3 separate regions of the Mus musculus genome follow, and regions 2 and 3 are each linked to region 1. Evidence: chromatin contacts called from public HiChIP or PLAC-seq and promoter capture Hi-C data. All regions are on one chromosome and are shown on one strand. Each heading gives the region's core, a stretch centred on a gene start, on an enhancer-like site or on the middle of the called end of the contact. The rest is flanking DNA. Distances are from core to core; before and after follow the strand shown. Region 1 holds the start of Pnmal2 (PNMA-like 2). Region 2 holds the start of Irf2bp1 (interferon regulatory factor 2 binding protein 1). Region 3 holds the start of Fbxo46 (F-box protein 46).

Region 1 (4,073 bases), core at 152-2,651:
ATCATCTTCATCGTCATCTTCATCTTCGTCATCATCTTCATCATCTTCATCTTCGTCATCTTCATCATCATCATCCACCTCTGTCTCTACCTCCACTGCGGGGGTATCTCTCACAGCCAGTAGCGCGACTAAATCAGGAACCCCGCTCTTTTCGTCTTTGATGTTTAAGCAGATAGACTCTGTCCCAGGAAGGTCTTTCTCTATCTCTTCCTTCTTAGCTTTGTCGGTGACAGTGACAAGTGCCAAGAATTCTCGGGGGCCATCTCCTTCTTCCTGGTCACCCCGAAAGGCCCACTTCTTGGTGAGCTCTTTGGCAGCTGCTTGGAGCGTGGCATACAGGGCCCTCTGGTCTTCATCTACGCTCAGGTCCTCTGCGTAGATCTCCTCTATGACGATACCCAGGCTGTCATCAGAAGAGTCTTCCGACTCACTCCTGGCTCGCCGCCCTCCCCGGCTCCTCTTCTGGCCCTTCTGAGCCGTCAACTTGTGGCTTCTGGATCGGCGCTTGCCTCCCCGACGGCCCCGACGGCCGCTCCTAGCTGCCCCTTCAGAGGAGCCAGCCTTCTTGGCCTCCTTCCCTAATCCCTTGGCCTGGGCTTGGGCCTCCAATACCAGAGGGATGGCTATTTCTCTGAAGTCATCCATGGGCCTTTCATCCAGCAACAGGCGCCTCATCTGCCTAAGGACCCGCGCATCTTGCCCGCGGTCCTTACTCAGGATTTTCCAAATCCCATTCTCTCCCCTAATGTGGATAGGTATGGCAGAGTGATCGAAGTCTGCCCCAAATTCTACAAGGGCTGCCTGAGACTTCTCTTTGGTTACAGCTCTCACAGTCCGAAGCCTGTAGTTGCCCAGGGGCTGCAAGTTCGGACTCAGGGTAGCTTCGATGTCCGCCTGCTGCAGGCGCTCAGGGATGCCCGTGATCAGGAGGGCCCTGTGCACCTCCACTTCCAGCTCCTTACACCAATCTTGCAGAAGGTTCATCGTCATGGCGCTGCCCGGCGGAGGCTAATCTTAGGCGGGAGGGAGCCCGAGAAAGGGGTGGGCTACTGAACACAGGCTAGGTCAATCCCACTCTGGAAAGGCCACCAGCAGGGTGAGAGTCCAGACTCCGGGTTTGGGGCTGTAGGCTATAGCTACCTGCTAGCTTGCCGGACTCAACGGTCTTCCCCCGGGGCAATCCGAGGGTCCGCAGGGGGCTTACGTGTACTTTCTCCGGGCTGTCCCGGGTTGCTCCTCCCTTCCCTTTGTCCCTGACAACCTAGGTGACTGGACACCGCTGGTGGAGTACAGGAGGGCGACGATCAACGCACCTGGTGGGCGTGGGGGTGAGTGAGAGCAGCGGCTCGCCTGTGCTCCCGCGGAGTCTGGAGTGAAGCGCGTACCCGGGTCTAGACGCTCAGCGGGGCCGCTGCGGAACGGCAGCCTCGGTCTGCGCCTGCGCGGACCCAATCACCTCTCCGCCCCCTCCTGCTAGTCCCCGTCTCCATAGTAACACTGCAGGCTGCAGCTGGGGTCTGCCCGGGTACGGTCGCAGCAGCTGCTCTTAAAGGGCCAGGTGGGAAGGAGGGTTTAGGGACTAGTGAGCCAAGAAGGAAGACAAAGTCACTGTGAAAACCACTGAAGGTGATCAGTCTCACTTCAAGGGATAGACAGACACCTCCTTGGAAAGAATAGAGGCTTCCACCAGGGTCATTTATTCTGGCTTTGTTTTTTGAAGCAAGGCCAGGCTAGCCTTGAACTTGCCATGTAGCCAAGGATGACCTTGAACTTCTGATTCTCCTGCTTCCGCCCTCCTGCGATTACAGGCCTCAGTGGTGTCTAGCCTGCGCTGTTTTATTAATACGTCTCTGGGGCTCGGGGCCAGGGTTTTCTGCATGCTGCGTAAGCACTCTACCAACCGAACTACATCCTCATTCCTGCGGGACAGATAGACCTCTGATTAATAAAGCCCCAAATCAAACTGTCCTTTGGAGGTGTAACCTCACACGGGCTCTATGTTTTACCGTATCCTCAATAGCAAGCAGAAACGCCCCGGTCAGCTGTCCTTTATGAGCCAAGGGGTATCATTTCGGGTGTGTGGTACTCAGTATGTGGGTACCAGACTCATGGAGACCAGCTTCACTCATGGATGTCCCTATATTCTGCTTCTGAAACGGGATCTCACTTTGTAGGCCAGTTTAGCCTAGAACTGTGTAGCTCAGGTTAGCCACAAACTCATAGAGATCTGTCAGCCTCTGCCTCTGCCCTCTGCCCTCTGCCTTCTGCCTTTGCTTGCTGAATGCTGGATTGACGTTGTATGCTAGCACACCTGGATCCTTTTGGGGTTTGGTTTTTGAAACAGGATATCACTATGTAGCCCAGGCTAGCCTCAAAGTCCTGGTAATCCTCCTGCCTCAGAATGCTGGGATCATAGGTGTGAGCCACTGTACCCAGATATTCCAAATTTTTTATTTTGAAATTTTTGTTTTATTTATGATTTGTGTGTGTGTGTGTGTGTGCATATGTACGATGCATGTGCGGTGGGGCATGCCTGTGCACAGCATATGTATGGAGGTCAGAGGACAACTTTTAGGTCAGCTCTCACCTACCACCATACCCATGGTCCATTGCTTTAAAGGCCCTTGAGCTGCCTGTCCCTCCCTCTATGAGTTGAATAGACTATCTGTTGGATTTATATTCTATCCTTATTGCTTTCTCAGCAGCAACTTCGAGAATCTTCTAGAACTTTCCCTGATCTGTTTGCTTCTCTGTGAAATGGTGACAGCCATTGTTCCTTTTCCTAAGGGTCTCCTGGAGACCCCAGCCCATGAGAGTGAGGGGAGAGAAGCTGGCTTAGTTGCCTCTCCTTGAACAACGGCTGTGTGTGCTGTTTATCAGGCCTGAGGTTACATAAGCATTTGTTAAATAATAAACACGAACAGAACAAAACCACCTTGGGTTCCCCCCATCCTCTGGCTTTGTTATTTGCTTTGTCAGTAAAGAAAAAAAAAAAAAAAAGGTTGATGGCACAGTTCCCATGGCAACCGGGCACTGTGCAAACTGCTTACCTGTTCTCCATTTCCCCTGCTCATGTCCCTCAGACAGAAACGCCATGCTAGCCTCAAATGCAAAATGCCTGTGTGATGTGGCATTTTACAGCAACCATCATTAATTAATACAAAGCCAAAGTGAATTTTCTGAATATCTTATCTAACCCCAAAGCTTACATTATCTCCAGATCGACTTGGGTTCCAAAAAAAATTTTTTTTGTTTCTTTCACTGTGTGTGTGTGTGTGTGTGTGTGTGTGTGTGTGTGTGTGTGTATGTGTGTGTGAACATGGAGGCACTAGAGTGGATCCACAGGACAAGATGAAAAACCTAAATCACATACGTTTTTACATCTGCTGTGGACAGCTGTAGGGAAAGCTCACATGGAAATGAACACCATATAATGAACTAACCCATCTTTACATATGACTGAGGACATGGGAGATGGCTCAGCAGGTAAAGGGCCGACTGCCACACCTGAGGACCCAGGTTCAATTCCTCTAACCCACACGTACATACAGCAGCCACTCATGAACTCTCATGAACACACACTAACAATAGTAGTAAATAAAATTTAAACTGTGTAGTTAAAAGAACCAGCCGGGTGTGGTGGCGCACGCTTTTAATTCCAGCACTTGAGAGGCAGAGGCAGGCAGATTTCTGAGTTCAAGGCCTGTCTGGTCGACAGAGTGAGTTCCAGGACAGTCAGGACTACAGAGAGAAACCCTGTCTCAAAAAACCAAAAATAAAAACAAATACAAAAACACCCCAAAAGAACCTTCAAGATGCCACCGCGGGTTAAGGCATTTGTCAGCAGCCTGCTGACCCGCAGAACGGAAGGAGAGAACCAGAAATCATCATCATGGCTGGATGACGTCTTCTGACCCCACTTACGTGCCAAATATACATGTACCCCAGACACTCACAAAACAAAGTAAATAAATGATCAAATAAATACATGTAAAAATTTTTTTAAAAATATATAAAGTGTGCAACTCACTGCTCACATAGTGATGCACACCAGTCAATCTGCATATACTAGC
Region 2 (4,293 bases), core at 790-3,289, 2.1 Mb before region 1:
GTGGACATTTGTCTCCACTGGGGCAGTACACCTCTCCGGCTGGGCCCTGTGCCTTGATAAACTCTCGGGAGCAAGGAAAGCAGAACTTGTGTCCGGGTACCGAGGGACACTGCACGAAGTGGGTGTCTTCCAGCCTTTCTCTGCACAGGGTACAGCACAAGGGGGCTCCAGGGGTCGCCCCTGTGCCGCTACCACCCCCGCTGACAGCTTCAGCCCCGGCAGTGGGGCTGACTTCTGCCTCTCCATTGCGTGCCACCAAACGATGCTGGGCCGGTGGTTGGGTTGTGGAGGAAGCCGCGGGGCTAGCACCCCCTGCGCGGACAGAGCCTCCACCCCCACCAGGGTCCTTGGGTGAGTGGCCCAGAGCCTCGGCCACATTCTTGAGGGCAGCAATAGGTGAGGGCACACCAGGGGTCTCTGAAGAGTATGGACCGCCTGGCGCCACCCAGTGCCGCTGTTGCTGCTCCTCCGTGGTCATCTTCCCAGCTGTCTCGCCCTCGGGCTCAGGGGATGCTTTGCGACGGCGTGGAGTGGGCGCCAGGTTTCGGGATGGGGCTCTTGGAGGTGGGCCACACAGAGCAGCAGGGGCCGGTTCTGGGTACTGCTGGGGCAGGGCCTCCGCAGGAGCAGGCTCTCGGAAGCTGCGGACCCCATCCGTAAGCAGCTCTCCTAACTGGCGCCATTCCCCTGAACCATGGCGCCGTTCATACTCGAGGTACTTGAAGCCCGATGAGGCCAGGGCCTTCCCTGGCTCTCGAAGAGCATCATGAAACATCTGGCGAGCCACTGCAAGGACCCCCGCGTAAACATTGCCAGAACCACAGGGGTATTCGGTGAAGAGCTTCAGCTCGAACTCATAGCCCGGAGGGCGGGCAGTGGCATCAAAGGCGAACACCCGTCCCACCAGCCCGTGGTCCTTCTTGAATCGAACATTGAAAGGGGCACAGGCGGACAGAGCCAGTAGCTGTTCCCTTACAGCCTTGGGACGCCCATGCCACTCCTCCGCCCGGCCCCGCATGGCCTCGTTCAGTTCTGCCAAGCAGTCCGCATTCCTCTGCTGCTTCTCCTTCTCGAAATCGGAGCCGAAAAGTGGACGAGCGGGGCTTAAGCCAGGTGCCAGCGTCAGAGCTCGGCCTCCAAGGCCAGACACTGCAGCTGCCAGCAGCCCGGGGGGCATCAAGCTGGGGATGGAGCCAAGCAAAGCCCTGCGTGCCCCTTCCGCCACGGCCTCCTCGCGGCCCAGCCCGTTGGCCAAGCGGGACCCCAGGGTGTACTCCAAAGCCGGCGAAGGCAGCGCCAGGCGGCTGGATGAAGTAGCCCTGTCATAGCGGTCCGGGCCTGAGACGCTACCGCCGGTCCCCGATGGCTGCGCCTGGGCCTGCGGGGGTGGCAACTGGGAGCCCTGGGAGCCCGTGGAGGCTAGGTCCTTGGAAGTCGGGTGCTTGAGAGCCGGGGGTCCGGGCGAGCGGCCCTCGGGGAGCACGTGGCTGCGCTTGAGCTGGCGGGCGGCGTCGATGAGCAGCTCGATGCGGTCCGCGCCCTCGAAATTCACGCACCCGCGGCACACAGCCTCGCTGAAGTCCCACACCATGGCCCACGGCATCTTGGGCAGGTCGCACAGGTAGCACCACTGGCGGCGGGACGCTTGCACGGACGCCATGGCGCCCCCCGGAACGCCGCCAGGTGCCCCTGCTGTGCACCCGCCGCCCACGTTCGCTCCGCCGTGCCCCGGGACGGGCGCGCGAGCCGCTCAATCCGGCCTCGGGCTCGGCCTCCCCGCCGGATTCAGGCCCGGCCCCCCTTCCCCGCCCCCTGGGCCCTCAGCCTTTTTTTTCCTCTCTCTCTCACTCCCGCCTCCGGTGGAAAAGGCAAGCCACGAGCACGCACGTCGGCGCCCCCGTCCGGTCCGCGCCGTGAGCCGCGATGCACAGCTCCAGCTCCTCGATGGGCCTCGGGCGCCGCCGCCCCAGGCTCCCGCCGCTCCGCTCGCGCCGCCGACGCCGCTGCAACGGCCGCCGTCGCCTCCACCTCCTTCTTCTGCCCCAGAGGCCGCTTCGCAGGGAAAGTTACATAACGCGCGGGCAAAGCCTTCTGGGAAATGTAGTCCCGTCGGGGCTGCTTCTTAAAGGGGACTGGGTAGAAAGCAGTGGCGGGAAAAGAGGGCGCGCGCTGGTCTGGGTGCTTAATTTTCACTGTGCCTCGCCAGGAAGCTGGGGTTCGCACACAGGGTCCATGGAGTGGGTAATGGTTTCATAAATGCTCGGGTGGCCAAGTTGCTGTGGATGCAATTTCCCCCCTTTCCCCGCCCCCTCTTTCTTTCTTTTTTTTTTTTTTAAACAATCTTTTTTTTTTTTTTTTAGATTTATTTATTTATTTATTTATTATATGTAAGTACACTGCAGCTGTCCTCAGACACTCCAGAAGAGGGAGTCAGATCTCGTTACGGATGGTTGTGAGCCACCATGTGGTTGCTGGGATTTGAACTCCTGACCTTCGGAAGAGCAGTCGGGTGCTCTTACCCACTGAGCCATCTCACCAGCCCCCCCTCTTTCTTTCTTAAGACTTAGATTTATTCTTTAGCTCAGGTTGGCCTAGAAGGCTAGCCTATGTAGTCTAGGCTGGCCTCAAACTTGCTGCAATCTCCCTGCTTCAGCCTCCTTGTGGGTTTACAGTCCCGACACCATACCCAGAAGCCGGAAAGCAGTTTCTGCTCTGATTTGCTGAGCAGTTCTAGAAGAGTCTTGCCCTCTCTTAGAATCCCGCCCCTTCAAGAAGGGCCAATAACCGGTTAGAAAGGCAGCAGCTTTGGGGGAATTGGGGCGGAGAGGCTCTGATTGGACGGTTTCAAGGGGATGGTTTCAGGCAACTCTTGGAGAGTAGTGTCTACTTGGCAGTTTGTCCTTCCCAGTGTCTTAGGTACTAGCCTCAAGGGCGGCCCAGAGGCTACAGGATGATAAGACTGTAGGCTTCCGAGCCAGGCGGCTGCCTTAGTTTCCTCATCTGCTAAAGAACGTTCTCTGAGCCTGCCAATTCTGCTCCAGCTGTGCACGTATTTGGTCTCTAAAGGGTTACAGAGTTGGCTTCTCGGTACACCTCCAATTTCACTACAATTCCCAAAATGCTCTGCGAGATGGACGCACTGACGTACTTCCTCTGCTTGGAAGCTTGGGGGGGGAAGGCCTTCCCGATTCTTGCCCCCCCCCCTTGCTAGCAGGGAATTTCGCCCTCTCCCTCCACCCCCACCCCCCAGGTTAGGGGGCTCTTATTACTCTTATATTTGGAATGAGGAAGCCAAGAGGAGATTGCTGGGAAGGGCAACCCCAAACCTCCAAGTGCTTAATGGCCTGGTGGGCCCAATCGGCTGTGGGCACCCCATGTTTTTAGCTTTTTTGGGGGGGTGGGGGGAGCTAGGAGAAGCGACATATGTCTCCAGGACCTAGCTCACATCAGCCCTTTCCCCTCACTTGGCCTGGATCCCCGCTGGTGGTCTCAATTCCCCCCCCCCCCCCCAGTGTCTTCTTTGCGTTCTTCCAGGTTTGCACTTAGTGGAGGCTTGGTGGTTTTCTCACCCCCACCCCAGAGTAGTCACAGCAGCCCTGGCTTTCTATTTCAGCGTTACAATTTAACTACCACCTGCATTACTGTTTTAACACTTCTCCCTTAAACAAATTGCCTATTTTTATCGTTTCCTGGGAGATACTATGTTCACAACCATAGGTTTCCTGTACTACTGTTTATTTACTTTCTCCTGCTTATACGTGGTACTGGGATGGAATCCAGGGCCTTATGCTAAGTGCTCTAGTGCTGAGATGTACTACCAGCCTGTATTTTTAATTTTGAAACTGGGCCTCACTAGGTGGTCCAGGCTGGCTGGCCTGAGCTCTGGGTCCTCCTTCCTTAACCTCCTGGGGGCTGAGATTTCAAAAATACATTAACCATGCCTGGCTTTATTTATTTTTCCTTTTTCTAACGATAGGTCTCTGAAGCACAGGTTAGCCTTGAACTCACAGCAAGCCTCCCTAGTACAGGAATGGCAAGTATGAGCCATGATCCCTTGATAGGCTCTTTAAGGCTGTAAAAGCCTATTTTTCGTTCTGCCCCGTCTCTGTCCTTGCCTGAGTTAACTACCCAATTACTTTATTGAACTGCTCTTAACAGACCTAGATAAACTCTGTTTGTTGCAACCTTCAAGTGTGTGCTTCTGCACCAGGGTTAGTTAAGGCTTTTAGAGGGGCAATCACCTGCCTCAAGTTCAGGAGGCATGTCCTCTGGGGCGGGGTGGAGCAGTCCCTA
Region 3 (4,223 bases), core at 186-2,685, 2.2 Mb before region 1:
TAAGCACTTTCCAAACATTATCTCCCTAAACTCTCTAGCCTACCAAGGTTATGGATCTCATTTAATAGCTGGACAGATTTCCAAGCTCAGGTCACAGAAAAGACTTAAATCCTATCTGACAGTTGTTCTGGCCGGGTGTCTCCACCAAAGCAGATTCTGACCCAAATTGCAATTGTACATTTACCATTTAATGTTGGCTGACATGGAGAAGATTGCTTAAACTCTCCGTGCCTCTACTTGCTTCCTGTGAAATGAAGATCTACACTTAAGGCACCGCCTGAATCCAGTGAGTTAATACACACACAGCTGAAACCGAACCTGGGCATTTCTTAGAAAAAGATGCTAGCAATAAAGGGGTAGGGCTGGGGACGGGGGTGTCCCCTGCATAAACTGTGGTGTACATAGGCTATTGTCAGGTTTTGAGAAAATGTCTGGGGGGCTGGACTGAAGAATAGGAAATCTTTTAACAACTTGAATCCAGTCAACATTCCTGGGACGGGAGCTTTCCACCAACAGCTTTGACGCTGGGACTTAACTTTCCTAACAAAAATATCAATTTTTATGGAACCTCCCTTTAGCTATCTTCAGAATGGCCTGCTTGTTCTCACCATACATATAAGGTCACAAGAGGGTTACAGAGAGACCTGTGCAGGTCACAAAAGAGAATAAGGAACCTGAAAGCTGGACTGCCCACACAAACCACTATATCTAGATACGACCGGGGCTAGAAGGGTGCTAAAGGTTGTCTCTATGGACCCCATCTGGTCATATCAACCCAGAGTTCTGTGGCTGTCCAGTTTATTGGTAGTTTTTGGTTAGATTAAGACACGATATTGACAGCCACGCTCCTAACTCACGCACCCTACAACGCCTCCTGGTCCTAGAAGCTAACCTGGACCATCGATGACTTCTACCTCCCATCTCTTCAACTGGCCTTGCCGCCCCACCTCGCAATCCCGCAACCCAACCCAATGCATCCGTGGTTAGCCTCTCCCTTCACTCATTTATCCCGGACTCCTATGCCTTTCCATATAACCAGGCTAACTAACCTCCCTCGAAATTACCCACTCAGGGTCTCTGATCTATTCAGCCAGGACTCCAACTCCGCGCCTCACTCCTCCAGCTCCCAATCCCCTTGATAGCTGATTCCAAAGCTCGACTCTCTCCACCTCCAAGACCCCTCCCTAGCCCCCATTCTTCTACTTCCTCGGGCTCCCGTTCCTCTCAATCCCCACCCACAGTGATCTCCCCACACCCAGCCCTTTCTTTAGCCTCAGTTTGCTTCCTCTCGAACCCAAGTCCTGAACACCCCGCTCATACTCTCAAGCACCCGCAGGACCCAGCTTGGGGCTCTCACCATCTCCCCGCGCTGCAGCTCTCCCGACTACGCGGGTTTCCCCCACTCGCTCCTCTCCAGCCTCCCCTTCCGGGTTCTGGCCCCGAAGCCCACTGGGAATTAGAGTACGGGCGGCCATGGACTACAGCTCCCAAGATGCAATACGGTAACTTGGAGGTGGAGTAGGAAACAAACTAGGCGGGCTGAGAGACAGAAACTCTAATTACCAGGAGGCTAAGGGCACACTAAAATACGCAGGCGCAGAAAATTCTCCCGCGAGGGTATCTGGGAAATAGAGTCCAGCCGCCTCCATTTTGGCCCGAGGCCCTTGAAAAGAGAATCGAGGCTACTTCAAAGGGACGTTAGCGAGGGATGAAGAGTTTAGGAAGAACAACTTTATTGATTTATCATGTTAGTTGACAAATAATTAATAATATATGAGTTTTCCCAAACTTTCTCTCCCATTTCTCACCTTCATCTCACTCCCCACACTTGCCTACCACCACCTCCTAATTGGCAAATAAAGAAAACAAGATATCGAAGTGAGGAAAAGCCCAGGCACTATGTTCACATCACAGGTAGAACAGAGCCTCCAGAAGGGCAGGAATCTTGGCAGCATTTCCAAAATGTACGGTTTGAATCTGCCGTGGTGGCACACACTTTTAATCGCACCATTTTGGACGCCGAGGTTAGTGTACCTCTGTGAGTTTGAGACTAGCCTGGTCAAGGGTATGAGACGCTGTGTCAAAAAATAAAGATGAAGCTGGAAAGACTACTCAGAGGTTAGGAAGACATCGCTCTTGCAGAGAATTTGCATTTGCCCCTGAAGATGCCCCTAGAAGCCCCTGTCTAAAACTCCAGCTCTAGGGGCATCTGATGCCTCTGGCATCTGGGGACACCTGCGTGCAGTATTCCTCCCCCCCACCCCCCCAACATGTATACCTAGTTAAAACTAAAATGCTTTTTAAAAATAAATTGTGTAGTTTGTAACCTGAGTTACAAGGTAGTGCATTCCTTGCGTTCCAGACAGACCTGAGACAAAACGGTTACAAGTAGTAGGCAAGCCTGGGCTATATAGCAAGACTGGATCCACACTCAGACACTAAAGGTTACTTTGTTTGCAGCTACAGGAACTGGCATTTCCATGGGGTCTACAAAGCCTCGTTTCAGGGAAAGGTGGCGAAGTTAGCCGCCTGAACAAGGTACTTGACACACAGTGGTCTTTAAGCAGATGCGCCCTAAAGCGAAAGGGTCGGATGGGGACACAGGAGGGCCAGCAGGGGGAGTACAGACACCTCGCGCTTGCGGACACCTGGCAAATCCTGCTGGGGTCTGAGGTAAATAGGTCAGGGGGCGGGGCAAAACAGAGGGCGTGGCCTGAGGAAAGGGCGGGTAATGGAGCAAGAGCTGATTGGCTGATGCTGCGAGCGCGGGAGCGGGAGCACGTGTCGGAGCTGTGGCCCGTGCCCTGCCCCGGGTGCGCGTGCGCACTCGCCGCACTGCCCTTTTCCAACGCTCCTCTGCTCGTGCCTGGCACCGCGTGGCGGGAACGTGGAGGGGGCGTGGCCTCGCCTCAGGCGCTCTGGTGCCTTCGCGCCACAGCCTCGCGCCCTGCCATTCTTCGCTCGGTCTGCGCGTCGGGAGGCACGCGGTCTGCATCCCTGGGACCCCGCGAGCCGCGGGAGCCGCGCGAGCCGCTGCCGGAGCCTTCAGACTGTCGAAGCGTGAGCCCAGTGCCAAAGCAGAAGTCGAGGCTTAACGCCATATTGCAAATCTTGAGGTGAGTGCTGGTGACCAACGGGTGTGGGGCGGCAGACGCCCTGGCTCTAGCTGGCTTGAGGTAGCGGGGAGATGGTGAGGAGTCGTCAGAGTCACACCCTGCGGCCGTGACCCCCTAGGGAGCTCTAGGTCGGATGGAGAGGGACCCCAGAGCTCGAGACCGGTTTGAGGGTAGACTTTGTGTTTGAGGGAATCCAGGCTGGGTTTCTGGAAAGTTATTAGTGGCGTTTGAGACATGGGGTCTCCTGTTCGAGGCTCGGCTTTTGGAAGCTGAAGACGGGAGATCTGGAAATCTTAGTTTGGGGTTCCAGGGGTTACGTTCGGAGGGTCAGAGGTCTAATTTGACAGGGTTGGGGCTTTTCAGTATCAGTGGAGACCATCAAAGCAGGAAAATAGGCTCTGGAGTGGGCACGGCTTGGGTCTTTGAGAATTAATTTTAAAGCCTGGAGTCGTCGTGCTACTCATTGCGTATAGGTGTCAATTTAGGGTTCCAGGTCTCAGTGGGATGCATGCGTGAGGTCTAAGTTTTCTAAGAAGGAAATCACAATGTGAGGATCTGAAGGGACAGTTTTAGAGTTTAGAGATATTTATTGTAGGACATGAAACACATTTTTAAAAATTATTTTTTCGAGGCTGGAGAGATGGCTCAGTGGTTAAGAGCATTCACTGCTCTAATGAAGGTCCTGAGTTCAAATCCCAGCAACCACATGGTGGCTCACAACCATTTGTAGTGAGATCTGGTGTCCTCTTCTGGGGTGCCTGAAGACAGCTACAGTGTACTTACATATAATAAATAAATAAATCTTTTTAAAATTTTTTTTTCACTTTACATCCCAATATCAGCCCTCCTCTCCTCTCAGTCCCTCCTACCCCTCTGGTAGGTCCTCCCCCAGTGCCCCTCTCCTTCTCTTCTGAGAAGGGGAAGCACCCCTTGGGTATTCCCACTACATTTGGGGTGGTGAGGGTTTTTCTTTTTTCTTTTTTTTTTATACCCTGGATATCCTTCCTCTAGGATTTGGGGTTTTCAGTGTTAAGGCTTGTGGTCTGAGCTGGCTGTGGTAATTCACACATATAACCTTTTATGATTTGGAGTCCAGCCTGACTACAT

The links. Promoter capture Hi-C pulls out the DNA fragments that hold promoters and counts their contacts. HiChIP or PLAC-seq counts read pairs in DNA pulled down with a chosen protein or histone mark.
Region 2: a contact with region 1 is called in a promoter capture Hi-C map of hippocampal neurons, with 6 times the contacts expected there. The contact joins the promoter of Irf2bp1 here to the promoter of Pnmal2 in region 1. A contact is called at or near these places in 5 of 39 promoter capture datasets (3T3-L1-derived adipocytes, cranial neural crest, embryonic stem cells and 2 more), 1 of 484 Hi-C or Micro-C datasets (myocytes), 9 of 115 datasets of contacts at active chromatin or transcription factors (astrocytes, embryonic forebrain, embryonic hindbrain and 5 more) and 1 of 9 other capture datasets (embryonic stem cells).
Region 3: an H3K4me3 HiChIP or PLAC-seq map of forebrain shows a contact between it and region 1, with 5 times the contacts expected there. The contact joins the promoter of Fbxo46 here to the promoter of Pnmal2 in region 1. A contact is called at or near these places in 4 of 115 datasets of contacts at active chromatin or transcription factors (astrocytes, embryonic forebrain, forebrain and 1 more).

What each region holds. Positions count from the first base shown.
Region 1 is chr7:16,942,010-16,946,082 of GRCm38.p6, reverse strand. Pnmal2 (PNMA-like 2) reads right to left here and starts at 1,401. Exons shown (of 1, transcript NM_001099636.2): 1 at 1-1,401. The coding sequence starts at 990.
Region 2 is chr7:19,001,804-19,006,096 of GRCm38.p6, reverse strand. It overlaps Irf2bp1 (interferon regulatory factor 2 binding protein 1), which reads right to left and starts at 2,039. Exons shown (of 1, transcript NM_178757.4): 1 at 1-2,039. The coding sequence starts at 1,660.
Region 3 is chr7:19,117,071-19,121,293 of GRCm38.p6, reverse strand. Fbxo46 (F-box protein 46) reads right to left here and starts at 1,435. Exons shown (of 2, transcript NM_175530.3): 1 at 1,358-1,435. It overlaps Bhmg1 (basic helix-loop-helix and HMG-box containing 1), which reads left to right and starts at 2,950. Exons shown (of 13, transcript NM_001370811.1): 1 at 2,950-3,116.